4 separate regions of the Mus musculus genome follow, and all the other regions are linked to region 1. Evidence: chromatin contacts called from public promoter capture Hi-C data. All regions are on one chromosome and are shown on one strand. The core of a region is the stretch at or near the end of the contact, and the rest is flanking DNA. Distances in the headings are between cores, read along the strand shown.

Region 1 (2,933 bases), core at 63-2,562:
GCGGCGGCGGCGATGCGAAGCAGATGGCTAGTCAGGCGCCCCCCCCCCCCCCCGCCTCCGAGGCGGGGCTCGCGGCCGGGAGTGGTCTGTGTCCTCTCGACCCGATTTCGGAAACCGCGCGGTCAGCTAGCAGCCCTCGTCTACTTTGACCCTCCAAAACCCTAGCTGACGTTTCGCACCCCGGGGAGCCGTTTGACCCAGGGTGCCCCCCGGGACCCTAGCCTGGAGTCCCAAAACAGCCTCCCCAGCACTGGCAGAGGCGCCCCACCGTGGGTTCCTCGCCTCTGCAGAGATGCCTTGACTGCGTCGTGGCTCCGACGAGCAGACAGGTCCCTCGGCTTCTGCGCCTACTCAGCCGTCGTCGCTCTTCACCCTCCGCGCAAGCTCCGGGCTCCACTGCTTTCTGGCTGGGCCTGTCCCACACCGGCTTTCCTAGCAAGATCCTCTCAGAGACCCACCTCCGTACACCCAGTGGCCGCCCACAAGGAGCCAACAGGGGTTCCCACGTCCTCCCCATCGCGCGTCCATCATTGTCCTCAAGCACTCCGGTTTCTGGTCCACCGTGAGTGTAGCCTTGTCCGTGCTCACTTTCACCACCATCTTCCTCCCACCCCGCGCCCGCTCTACCAAGACAAATCTGTCCTTCCAAGTCTCGACTGTCCCAGTGCCCAGCTCGCCCAAGGTTGCTCCTTCGCCCTTCTAAACCCCTACTCCAGGCTCAAGCCACTGGCTCCTAAAGCCTATGCACATGCTGTCCCCTCCGAGTGTCCTTGCTTGGCTTAGGGAGTAGCTCCTTTCTCTTCTCCCCTGACATTTTGGACACCACATAGTACCCCTGGGGGCTCCCCACAGTACTCCATTACCCCTCAGGTGATTTCTGGTCCAGCCGGCCCTCGGATGCAGCCTAAGGGCCCAGGCTTGGCCTGGAACCGAGCCCAAGACGCGAGGCAGGCCCGAGGGGCTCGCGTGACCAGTTTAGGGAGGTCCTAGATGGCCCGGACTGAAATGGGGCGCCGCTACCCCCAGCCCGCTTCGCGCCCACGCCTCGGACAGGCCCAGTTCCTACCCGGGCGTGCGGCACACGTTGCGGCCTCGCGGGTTCAAGTCCTGGGGCGCCGCGAGACCGGGCAGCAGCCAGAGCAGCAGCAGCAGTCCCAGCCCTCGGGCTCCCTGGCGCCGCGCCGGCCCGGCCCCCCGGGACCCTGCGCCCTCCATGAGGCGCGGGGCAGGCGCGGGTGGGCGCGGGTGCGGCCGCGGCAAGGGCGGCCGGAAGCGGAGTGCGAGGCCGGGCGGGGGGCGGCAGGAGGGGCGCCGGGCCGGGCAGGAAATTCCACATCGGCTCCCTGATCCTGGGCCAGCGCGGCCGGCCAGGCGGCAGCGCCCGCCCCGCGCGCCAGACCCCACCCTCCGGTCGCGCCTCCGCCCCTTCTTTGCTCGGCCCCCGCCCCCACCTGGCCATGCACGAACTCGGGGGTGAACTTGGTGGAAGCCGGCGAAGCACTGCGGGAAGAAGGAGCTGCGGGATCCTGTGAAGGAGTCCTGGTCCGCGCCTTTTCTCCCCCTTGTCAGAAGCCCTGGAGCCGCCAGGCCCGGGAGCAAAGGGGTCCTGGAGAAGGCCCCGGTTCACACACTGGCCTTCGGCTGGAGCTAAGAACCCCTAGTTGTTCTATGGTGTGCCATTAGCATCTCTTGATCTCCTGCAGCATGCAAGATGTAGACAAAGACCTGTGGGAATGAACTGGAGACCTAGGGAAAGGAGCTCTCTGAGGAAAAAGCCTGGAACAGAAGGAAGCAGTGATGGTCTTTGATATAATGAGGAGGTAAAGACAGGGAAGGGGACACTGGAGATGAAAACTGAAACTCAGAAGTCCTCTCAAGGGGTAGGAAGGAACTGGGTGCCCAGGGCATGTATTCAGCTTGAGAAGGCTATTGGCTCCTAAGAAGGAGAAGTTCAGAGAGTGAAATCAAGGCTTAGAATGGAGACCCCCCTACTACATAAGGACAACCAGGGCCACTAAGTAGATTGCTCTGTCTCTACCATACCCACTTTTGTCTCCTGATCTCCTGAGCACCTCATTCCCTAAACAGCTGTCAAAGTGAGCCTTGTCATGTAAGCAGAACCAGAAGTCTTCGGAGTCAGAAAGCTTCCTTTACCAGGAACCTCTAGCCTGACCTTAGTATGACATCAGCAAGCCTGTCAAAGGAGCTGCAGAATCAGTGTCCATCCTAGGGACGACTTGGACTTGGCTAAAGATATCCTTCCTCCAAGTCTCTACACAAGCTTAAGGATAAGACCCCTGGGCCAGGAGGCAGCTTGGGCAGGGGCCCTCTGTTAACCCTTTACTGTTCTCACCAGTAAAGCTCTTCTCTCATCCCTGCCTTGAATCACTGGCTTCACCCAGGCAGAGCAGAACACAGTACTTATGGTTACCACAGCCTAGGTCAGACAGGAGATGGTTGGAGCTGCATGGGTCCAGAAAAGACAAAGCAGGAGAGACCCTGAGGCAGACTGCTCCAGACTGCAGGAGTTCACACACCTTTGTTGGCAGCCTGGTCCCACCAAGGTGTGTGTGCTTCTGACTTGAGGGAAAGGTTAGACAATATCTTCCTGGGCAGCCGGCAGAGGGCACCTTGCGTATGAGGGACAGGTGGTGTAGACAGGGAGCCTGAAGGACTGAGCCGGAACCAGAGCAGTGGACAGGCCCAAGGCCATAGATGTTAGCAGGCTGGCGGGGAGGGGAGGACCTCAGGCCTCTCCTCAGCCCTCTCAGCCTGGCTAGGCTGGTGGCGCAGGGGAGAGGTGGAGTGGGTAAAAGGAACAGTCTTCCCATGTGGTCACAAATGCAAATACTTCTCAGCAACAAGTAAATAAGCCAACCACTTCTGGGAAGCTGAGGGTGAGTACAACCCTGCCCTCAGCAGTGGCCTCCCCA
Region 2 (2,750 bases), core at 90-2,589, 810 kb before region 1:
TCTGGTTTTGAGCCGAGGAACTTAAGCCGAGCCTTTCCATCCAGTAAAGAAAGAGATCTGAGATCCACTGGTGATGTCTATTGGGGTTACAGACATGAAAGTGGTGATCTGTGTGCTGCTTCCTGATCCATAGTGACAGAAACACGGGGCAGGATTCTTCCTGTCATGGCCTGGGTAAGAGAGGGCCATGAAGCTTTGTCTTGGCTCCAAACTTCTGTCCCCTCCCTCCCCTGACCCCAGTTCACCTTCCCTCCAGTCAGCCTTGAAAGGTTAGAACATAACATACTGGAGGAGGGCAGTGCATGGCAAGGCAGCTGGAGTTGTGCTGGGGCAGTCAAAACCTAAGAGTCTAACTTTGTTTGTTTGTTTGTTTGTTTGTTTGTTTGTTTGTTTGTTTGTTTGAGAAAGGGTCTCACTATGTAGGCCAGGCTGACCTGGAACTCACAGATCTCCTCCTGCTTCTGCCTCTGGAACTCTGGGATTAAAAAGCGTGCGCCACCATGGCCAGAAAGGACCTAATCTTAAAGTATGTTCCAGGACTGGTCCAGCCATGAATGCAAGGGCACACCAAGAGAGGAAGGCTACTCTGGGGGTTCTTTTAGGGTGGACTGTACTAGCAGGTTCAGCTATCCCAGACCACAGTCCTCAGATCTAGTTTTCTTTTCTTTTCTTTTTTTTTTTTTTTTAGACAGGGTTTCTCTGTGTAGCCCTGGCTGTCCTGGAACTCGGCTGTCCTGGAATTCACTTTGTAGACCAGGCTGGCCTTGAACTCAGAAATCCACCTGACTCTGCCTCCCGAGTGCTGGGATTAAAGACGTATGCCACCACGCCCGGCAGATCTGGTTTTCTTGATCGGCAGAGCTTGCTCACAATCTTACCCTTAAGTCATGAGCCTGTCACAGCTCTTCTTGGGCAATTTTCACTATCTTATAGATGGAGAAACTAAGGCCCAGAAAGAAAGGGCAGTCTTTCTGGGACCACAAGCCAATCTAGCTGTATTCTCACCTTAACTCTCTGCTCTGACCCATTACCTGCAGACAGGACAGGGCTCTGGATGGCTGAGGTAGAGCAGAGCACACCCTGGAGAGAATCCTAGCATTGGTACCTGCCTGTGGGGCTCCTGGTCAGTCTGAAAACTTCCTCACAAGCCTGGCAGAAATCACCACTGACCTGGGGCTATCACTTGCCAGCTCTACTGCCCTCCTTTTACCATTTTCACAACCTGCCAAGCTTGACCATGGCTACACTGTCATCCTATGTCAAGGGGATTCCCTCACCTCTGTGTTCCTTAGACAGGACAGGCCTGCCACCATCATTGCCTTGCTGTGAGGTTGCATACTGTGCAGGGCCTCTGGGCCTCGGGGTTCCCAGTTCTGAAATTGGTGGAAGGGTCACTGGCAGGAAGGTGGGAGCAGCACTCACATCAGCCTCTGCTGCCCTGTTCCCTTCCCTGGGGACAGATGCTGTTCATAGTCTCTGGTCCAGCCAATTACACAGGGCCTTGAATTTTTCACAGGCCAGAACTTCGTGGTGGTGTCTGCAGTCATACCTCTGACAATCTGGAGCCAGGAAAATGCCCACAGGAGCTTACTCCTCCAGAGCCCCAGGTGTCTCATAGCCAGAGTGTCTCCAGCAGCCAGAGCTGCCCCTGACACCTCCTTCCTCCACATCTTTCATTCTTTGGGCCTTGGTTTCTCCACATATATTTAGTAAAGGGCAGGATGCTGTTGGAAGTAAGAGAGGTACTTAGGAAGTTGTAGTTGGGGTGGGAAGAAAACACAGAGTATAGGACTTGGGGGTCCAGGAGGAGAAAGTGGGACCCTCTTGGTCCCCTTCAGAGGAACACAGAGGCCAAGAACTCCACAGACACCAAGCAGAGGAGACTGAATTAATTAGGACTCCTAAGGTCAGAGGGTTCCCAGACCCGGGGCCCTTCCAGAGACCCTGCATCCAGGGCACCACTGGGAAACAGATAGCTCAGAGTGGTAGGTGAGGGTAGCAGGCAAGCGCAGCACCTGGCCCCGCCCTTCCCCATCCACACCCTGTCAGAGCCCCTTCCCTTGTGTCTAGGCCCCTGGCCCCACTTGTACACCCAGACTCCAAACTGGAAAGACGGGCCGAAGAACAAACAAGCTCATACCACAGCCCCTACCCAGGCCTGTATGGGCAGGGCCAGGAGCTGGGGTTCCTCCTTTTGGGGTCCCAGGAGCCTAGTGAGAGGGACTGACTACCTGTCAGTCCCTGTCTAGCTGTGCCAAGCCCCCTGCTCACTCTTCTTCAGGATAGCTCCCTGGAAAGCAGGCACGGCTGGGCTATCGCTCCCCAGTTCATCTCTTAGGAGGGATCTGCTCATCACAGGGCTGTTCAAGAGATGTCAGAAGGTTGCTGAAGCTAGACAAACAGGACCAACTCTTCAAGATTCTTCTCAGACCACAGTCCCTGTGGCTCCTTCCTAAGGCTCAATTTTGGCATTCAGTCACGTGGTGAGTATAGGGCTAGGTACATTATAGAGACTGGACAAACACCCGTTACTAAATAAAGAAACCCTTCAGAGCAGTCTAGGGCACACTGAGTGACTCTTGCCTCAGCCTGCTCTTGCCATCTGCATCTGCTCCTGAAGAGGCAGTTGAGACCTCTAGACCCTGCTGTGCTTCAGGCTGCCTCCGTCTCTGCCCCTGTGGCTGTCATCACTGAGCCAGGGTCTTGGCACACTTAGAAATCAGGAAGGTTCTGTTTTTTTTTCCAGATCC
Region 3 (2,817 bases), core at 220-2,719, 520 kb after region 1:
AGCCCGCGCTTCCCAGCCCACGCTCACGCAGTCAGCCCTGGCCACCTCCTCCATGAGTGAGCCCGCGCAGTCCTGCACCGGACGAGGCTCTGAGTTCCACCTGCAGGACAGGCGCGGAGATGAGCCACCAGGCTGGGCCTAGCACCTTCCGACGCCCTCCAAGTCCCAATTCTTACGGTTCCGAGCCACCGCGCGTAGCCTCCAGCGCAGCTGCTGCCTCCATCACTTTCCCCTGCAGCTCCTGAAGGATGGCAATAGGGATTCAGGGCAGAGGATGCGCTACATCGCGAGTCAGAGAGTAAGGAAGAAAGAGTCGAGGCCGCAGGGCATTCGAAAGAGAACCGCTGTCAGAAACGAGGGGTCACACCTGCAGGACTCCACTCTGCTCCTGGAAGCTGGCCCAGGCCTCTTCTGTCCGCTGCGCACCCTAGAAGCCAGGGGCTTGGTATGAGCATCGCAATGACAGGCCCTCCCCACACGCCTTCCCCCCCCCCCCCAGAGTCCAGCGCCATTCGCACCTGCCGCAGGTCCTCTGCCTGCATGCTGAATTTGGCCTCCGCCAGCTCCAGATGTTTCTTCGGGAGGATTCAAGTGATGTCAAGAACCTGAAGTCCTCGCACACCACTGGGCCTCGAGGCTCGGTCCCCGGCCTTGAAGGCTGATACTCTGCCCACAAATGCACATAACCCTGCCCACAGCCATACTCCGCCCACAGCCCCGCCCAAGTACCTGCAGCGCCACAAGCTGGTTCCCTAGTTGCTGCTCCGCTCGCTGTTGACTTAGCTGCTCCCCTCCATAGTAGAAAAGCTGGGGACCGAACTCGTGAGTGCCTGGCTCAAGGATCTTGGGGACTAGGGCATGATCTGAGACACTGCACGTACCTGACTGGACAGTTCCTCCCACTGTTCCTGCAGCTTCCGATTGTGTTGCTCCTGCGAACAGGGTCCAGGCTGTCTAGGCCCCTCCTCCAGCCTAGCCACCCCGGGAGCCGCCTCTTGCTCTTGCCCGCACCAGGTCCTGCCGGTGCTGCTCCGCCGCCTCCAGCAGCCCACGAGCCCGCTCCGCACGCTCCCGTGCCGCCTCACATGCCTCGCCTCGAATGGCTCGTGATGCTTGACTTCGTCTCCGCTGCAGGCTACACGGGGGAGGGGGAGAGGGGGCGGAGAATTGGTCTGGGATAAAACCAGGGAGCAAGATATTTTGGGAAGGAGCCGCCACCAGCCTGAGAGTTCCAGACTAGGGTCCCACTGCCTGGAGCGAGACTGCCAACAAGCCTGCCGGGGCCTCGGTGCCCTCGCACCTGCGCTCGCGCTCCCGCAGCTCCTCCAGGCGCCCGGTGAGGCTCTCGCTCTCGGCTTCCAGCCCACGCACCAGCTCTTCTAGCTCCTGCTTCCGCAGGCGGCCATCTCGGTTGTCCTTCTGCAGCTGCAGCAGCTGCTCCTGCGGCTCAGTCATGGCTCCAGAGCTCCGCCCCGACCTCCACCGCCTGGGTAACTTGGTGGCCCGCGTCACAATAGGCAGCAGAGGGCGCCCGAACCCAACCGAGACGGATCACGCCCGACCAATTCAGGTATACAAAGCCGGGCTTGGTTGCCCACATCTGTAATTCTATCTCTTGGAGGTGTGAGGGCACGAAGATCAGGAGTTCAAGGTCATCCTTTGCTACATACGGAGTTTGAAATTAGCCAAGGCTACATGCGGACCTGTCTCAAAAAAAAGAAAAACAAAACAAAAAACAAAAATATCACAGTCCAGATCTGATTGGTAAAAAGTTACTAAAGTTCTAAGGAAGGACCAGACTTGATGGTCCGTACCTTGTAATCCCAAAATACTAGAGGCTGAGGCAAGATCACCTAGAGTTCAAGGTCAGCCTAGAGGTCTAAACAAGACCCTGACTCAAAAGAAAATGAGGGCCGGGTGTGGTGGCCCACGCCTTTAATCCCAGCACTTGGGAGGCAGAGGCAGGCGGATTTCTGAGTTCAAGGCCAGCCTAGTCTACAGCCTGAGTTCCAGGACAGCCAGGGCTACACAGAGAAACCCTGTCTCGAAAAAACAAACAAACAAACAAAAACCAAAGAAAAAAAGAAAGAAAAAATGAGAGGGTTTGAGAGATGGCTCAATGGTTAAGAGCACTGACTGCTCTTCCAGAGGTTCTGAGTTCAATTTCCAGCAACCACATGGTGATCCACAACCATCTATAATGGGATCTGATACCCTCTTCCGGTGTGTCTGAAGACAGCTATAGTGTGTGAGTGTGTGTGTATGTGTGTGTGTAATCTTTTTTTTTTTTTTTTTTTTTAAAGAAGGACTGAAGACATGGCTCAGCGGTTAAGAGTATTGACTGCTCTTCTAGAGGTCATAAGTTCAATTCCCAGAAATCACATAGTGGCTCACAACCATTTGTAATGGGATCTGATGCCCTCAAGACAGTGACAATGTACTCATATAAATAAAAATAAATAAGTCTTTAAAAATAAATAAATTAGCCAGGCGGTGGTGGCACACGCCTTTAATCCCAGCACTCGGGAGGCAGAGGCAGGCGCATTTCTGAGTTCGAGGCCAGCCTGGTCTACAGAGTGAGTTCCAGGACAGCCAGGGCTATACAGAGAAATCCTGTCTCAAAAAAAAAATAATAATAATAATAAATAAAAATAAATAAATCTTAAGAGCCACAGTAGCTGTAACTACTGTAACTACAGGCTAAACCAGGTGTGCCTCACCTTAGATTCTGAGTGACCAAGCAGGGAGTGCTAAACTTTTGAGAAAAACATTTTTTTGTTGCTGTTGTTTTTTCGAGACAGGGTTTCTCTGTGTAGC
Region 4 (2,994 bases), core at 414-2,913, 560 kb after region 1:
TTTTCATTAAAAAACTGCATAGGACAGAAAGATCACCTGCAGGCACATGACTTCTTGCAAAAACCTTAGTGGGAAGGTTTGGCCACACATTTGTCTCTAGAGGCCAGCCTGAGGCTGGACCATCTGCTTTCTTTCAGACTACTCCAGGAGCTCTGCTCCACCCAGCATACTTTTTCGAGAGACAGAGCTACAGAGTGGTTACACAGACTACGATCCTAAAAATGTCTGCTTGAAAGCCAGGGATTCCAGATACGGGCAGATAACAGTGGAGGGGCAAGGCCAGGAGGAATCAGAAGCAATAATGTGGCATCCCTCTAGGGTTTGCCTCCATCCCACCAACCTTTGTCCTAGATTGGAAATCCCAAGTTCAGCCTAGAAGATGAGCCCCTCCACGACCTGCCGAATCTCCTGGTCCTAGGTGCAAAAGCCACAGCTAGCAAACCCCAGTAACAGTCCAGTCACAGGATTCCTATAGGCAAGGATCCGCCCCTCCCCCATCGCCACATATGTCAGTGGGGGTGGCCTCTCAGTGTTACACCCCTCCTGCTGATTGAAAGTGAGGAACCTGGAACACAGCTTTCCAAATGCGCCTGACAATTATAACTAGAAAAGATACTGTGAAGAGGGGGATAGAACACATAAGTAAATAACTTCTGAATCTCTCCGGCCAGCCAAGATCAGCACGGGACTCTCGTCGCAAGGTAGTCCAAAACTGTTCAGGGCGCGGCCGCTGAGAGTATTATCTGGCCTCAATCACTCCAAGTACCTAAGTCACTGCCCCCCAGGGAGAGGTATTTTCCCCCAGCACTTACACCCAGGCTTGTGTGCATATGAACCATTCTGGAAGATAAACAGAGAATGACAAGCTAGGGCCCCTCAGCTCACTCCCTGAGCCAGCCAGTCCCTTCCTCTTGCCACCCGACCCCCTCCCCCCAAGCCCATCTCTCTTCCTGCCAGGCGGCTGCCTCCAGCAAAGGTCTGGGGGCAGGGCAGAAAGCCCACCCAGCCACGGAGCCGGGCCCTCTAAGCCCTACCCTGTCCCTGACACGGCCAGTCCCCCAGCCAGGAAGGGTACTCGAGGAAAAGGACTGCAGACCATACACACAAGCGCAGTTCTGGAAACCGTAAAGCGTTCCAGTGAGGGGCAGCCGCAGGCGTACAGCCGTTTGCATAATGGGAGAACGCCCGCCTGTCAGGCAGCATAGCTCGCCCGACGCCGTTCGGATTAGATTGCTAATGAAAAGGCACAAAGAGCCGGCGCCCGCTACCCCGTCGACCCCCGCTCCACAGACTCGCGTCCCCGGACTGGCGCGGCCCTGGGGGCTTTGTGCCCGGAGTCCCCGTGCCGGCCGCAACCCGCCGGGCACCTGAACCACAAAGCCCCCGCCCGTCCAGGGTCCCGCGTGCGCCTCGGTTCGAGACTAGGGGCCGTGCGCGCGCTCCGTCCCACGCGCGCCCACGCCCCCCTCTCCGGGGGCGCGCCCGGCCCGCGTCGCCCTCCCTCGAGGACACCGCTTACCTCAGGTGCCTGCCAGAGGCCCCTCGTCTTGGGCGCCCGACCTGAGCTGCACGCGCCCGCCCTGTCCGCCCTCCGCCGGCCCCCGCTCGGCTCTCCGCCCAGCGCGCCCAGAGCGCTGCTCACAGCCGCCCGCTCCGCGCCATCTTGGAAGCTTGTGACGTCAGCTCCACCCGCTCACCCCTGACCCACATCTGAATGGGCGAGCGACAGGGCGGACCTGGAGGCGGACCCTTGTGGGGGCGGAACCCTGAGGCTGGGCGGGGCCGCCGAGGGGTCTGAGTCCAGGGATGGGCCAGTGGCTGCGGCAGAGTGTAATGGGGGAGGGGCGCACGGGAGGTCGCCTACAGGGTCCCGATGCAGGCGCCAGAACGGGATGGCAACCTCACCTCAAAATACTTGACGGGCAACACCCAGCGAAACAAGAATCCTGCTCTTTACCACGGGTCTATGCCCAGCCCTCAAACGGAAGACTGACCCGTTTTGAGCCTGACCCGGACCCTTCAGAACCCCCAACACTATCACCACCAACCCGGTTCAGGTGGCCTGCGCCTCTCCTCTTCCGCCCGTTTGAGCCCCTTGATCTACGCAGAGTATCTCAGTCTATAAAGTTTAGCACCCAAAGGCTGCTTGCTCCGCTGTCTGGGCTGCAGGAAGGCCTGCGTGGTTCTGATTTTAAAGGAGAAAAGAGGCCTGGGAGTCTTAACCCTAAACTTCTCCTAGGATCCTTACATCCACTCTCGCGAAGGTCGACCCGGATTGCGCAGAGGGCGGAGAGGTCCGTGTACACTCTGCTTACTTATCCAGAGTTCCGGTGACCGCCGCAGGTCACAGGAGTTTAGGCAGCCCAGTAAAGACCCAAGACTTGTGGCCATCCAAATGTATTGGGGTTCACACGGAGTTATTCTCTAGAGAGTTATTAGATGACCATCTCTCTACTTTGAACACTAAACACTAAAGCCCACCACTGTTAAAGGTCAGAAAAGTCCTAGCCAGAACCTACAGCTGTTCTATAGGGAGGTTGTGACCCAGAGTCAACATTGAAACCCAATTCAATAACCCTTCACAGAGGCAAGCATGCTTTCCGAATGTACAAGCTTAAAATAACAGATTAAAAAAAATTAAAATTCTTAGTTTACCCAATAGCTACATAGCTAATACATGATTGTTTTTACAACTATCATCTTTGAAACACCAAACAACAGAAATAGGAGTACATTTGTCCTAACAGATATTAAAGCAAATTATAAAGCTACTGCTGTCAATTATACTAGCCAAGACATAGAATACTATGCCTAAACATCCTAGAAATGGCGAAAACTCAATAGATTGAAAATGGGTGGCATGGGGCATGTCTTTAGTCCCAGAACTCTGAAGGCTGAAAGAGGCAGATCTCTGTGAATTAGAGCCAGTCTGACTACATAGTGACTTCCAGTTGAGCCAGGGCTACACAGTGAGCCTGCCTCAGAAAGGAAAAA

The links. Promoter capture Hi-C pulls out the DNA fragments that hold promoters and counts their contacts. Capture Hi-C pulls out chosen DNA fragments and counts their contacts.
Region 2: a contact with region 1 is called in a promoter capture Hi-C map of liver, with 4 times the contacts expected there. The contact joins the promoter of 4930588K23Rik here to the promoter of Scarf2 in region 1. A contact is called at or near these places in 6 of 39 promoter capture datasets (cranial neural crest, embryonic stem cells and liver), 4 of 484 Hi-C or Micro-C datasets (all in embryonic stem cells) and 3 of 115 datasets of contacts at active chromatin or transcription factors (embryonic stem cells and pancreatic cancer cells).
Region 3: a contact with region 1 is called in a promoter capture Hi-C map of liver. The contact joins the promoter of Tmem191c here to the promoter of Scarf2 in region 1. A contact is called at or near these places in 1 of 115 datasets of contacts at active chromatin or transcription factors (pancreatic cancer cells) and 1 of 9 other capture datasets (liver).
Region 4: a contact with region 1 is called in a promoter capture Hi-C map of cranial neural crest. The contact joins the promoter of Hic2 here to the promoter of Scarf2 in region 1. A contact is called at or near these places in 2 of 39 promoter capture datasets (cranial neural crest and liver) and 1 of 115 datasets of contacts at active chromatin or transcription factors (pancreatic cancer cells).

What each region holds. Positions count from the first base shown.
Region 1 is chr16:17,795,661-17,798,593 of GRCm38.p6, reverse strand. Scarf2 (scavenger receptor class F, member 2) reads right to left here and starts at 1,312. Exons shown (of 11, transcript NM_153790.3): 1 at 1,067-1,312. The coding sequence starts at 1,215.
Region 2 is chr16:18,605,251-18,608,000 of GRCm38.p6, reverse strand. 4930588K23Rik (a long non-coding RNA gene) reads right to left here and starts at 1,339. Exons shown (of 2, transcript XR_384719.3): 1 at 1,278-1,339; 2 at 1-170. RefSeq lists an enhancer at 1,378-2,750.
Region 3 is chr16:17,274,952-17,277,768 of GRCm38.p6, reverse strand. It overlaps Tmem191c (transmembrane protein 191C), which reads right to left and starts at 1,469. Exons shown (of 10, transcript NM_177473.3): 1 at 1,301-1,469; 2 at 1,012-1,135; 3 at 882-932; 4 at 730-807; 5 at 519-575; 6 at 368-427; 7 at 177-241; 8 at 28-100. The coding sequence starts at 1,455.
Region 4 is chr16:17,232,256-17,235,249 of GRCm38.p6, reverse strand. It overlaps Hic2 (hypermethylated in cancer 2), which reads right to left and starts at 1,663. Exons shown (of 3, transcript NM_178922.3): 1 at 1,520-1,663.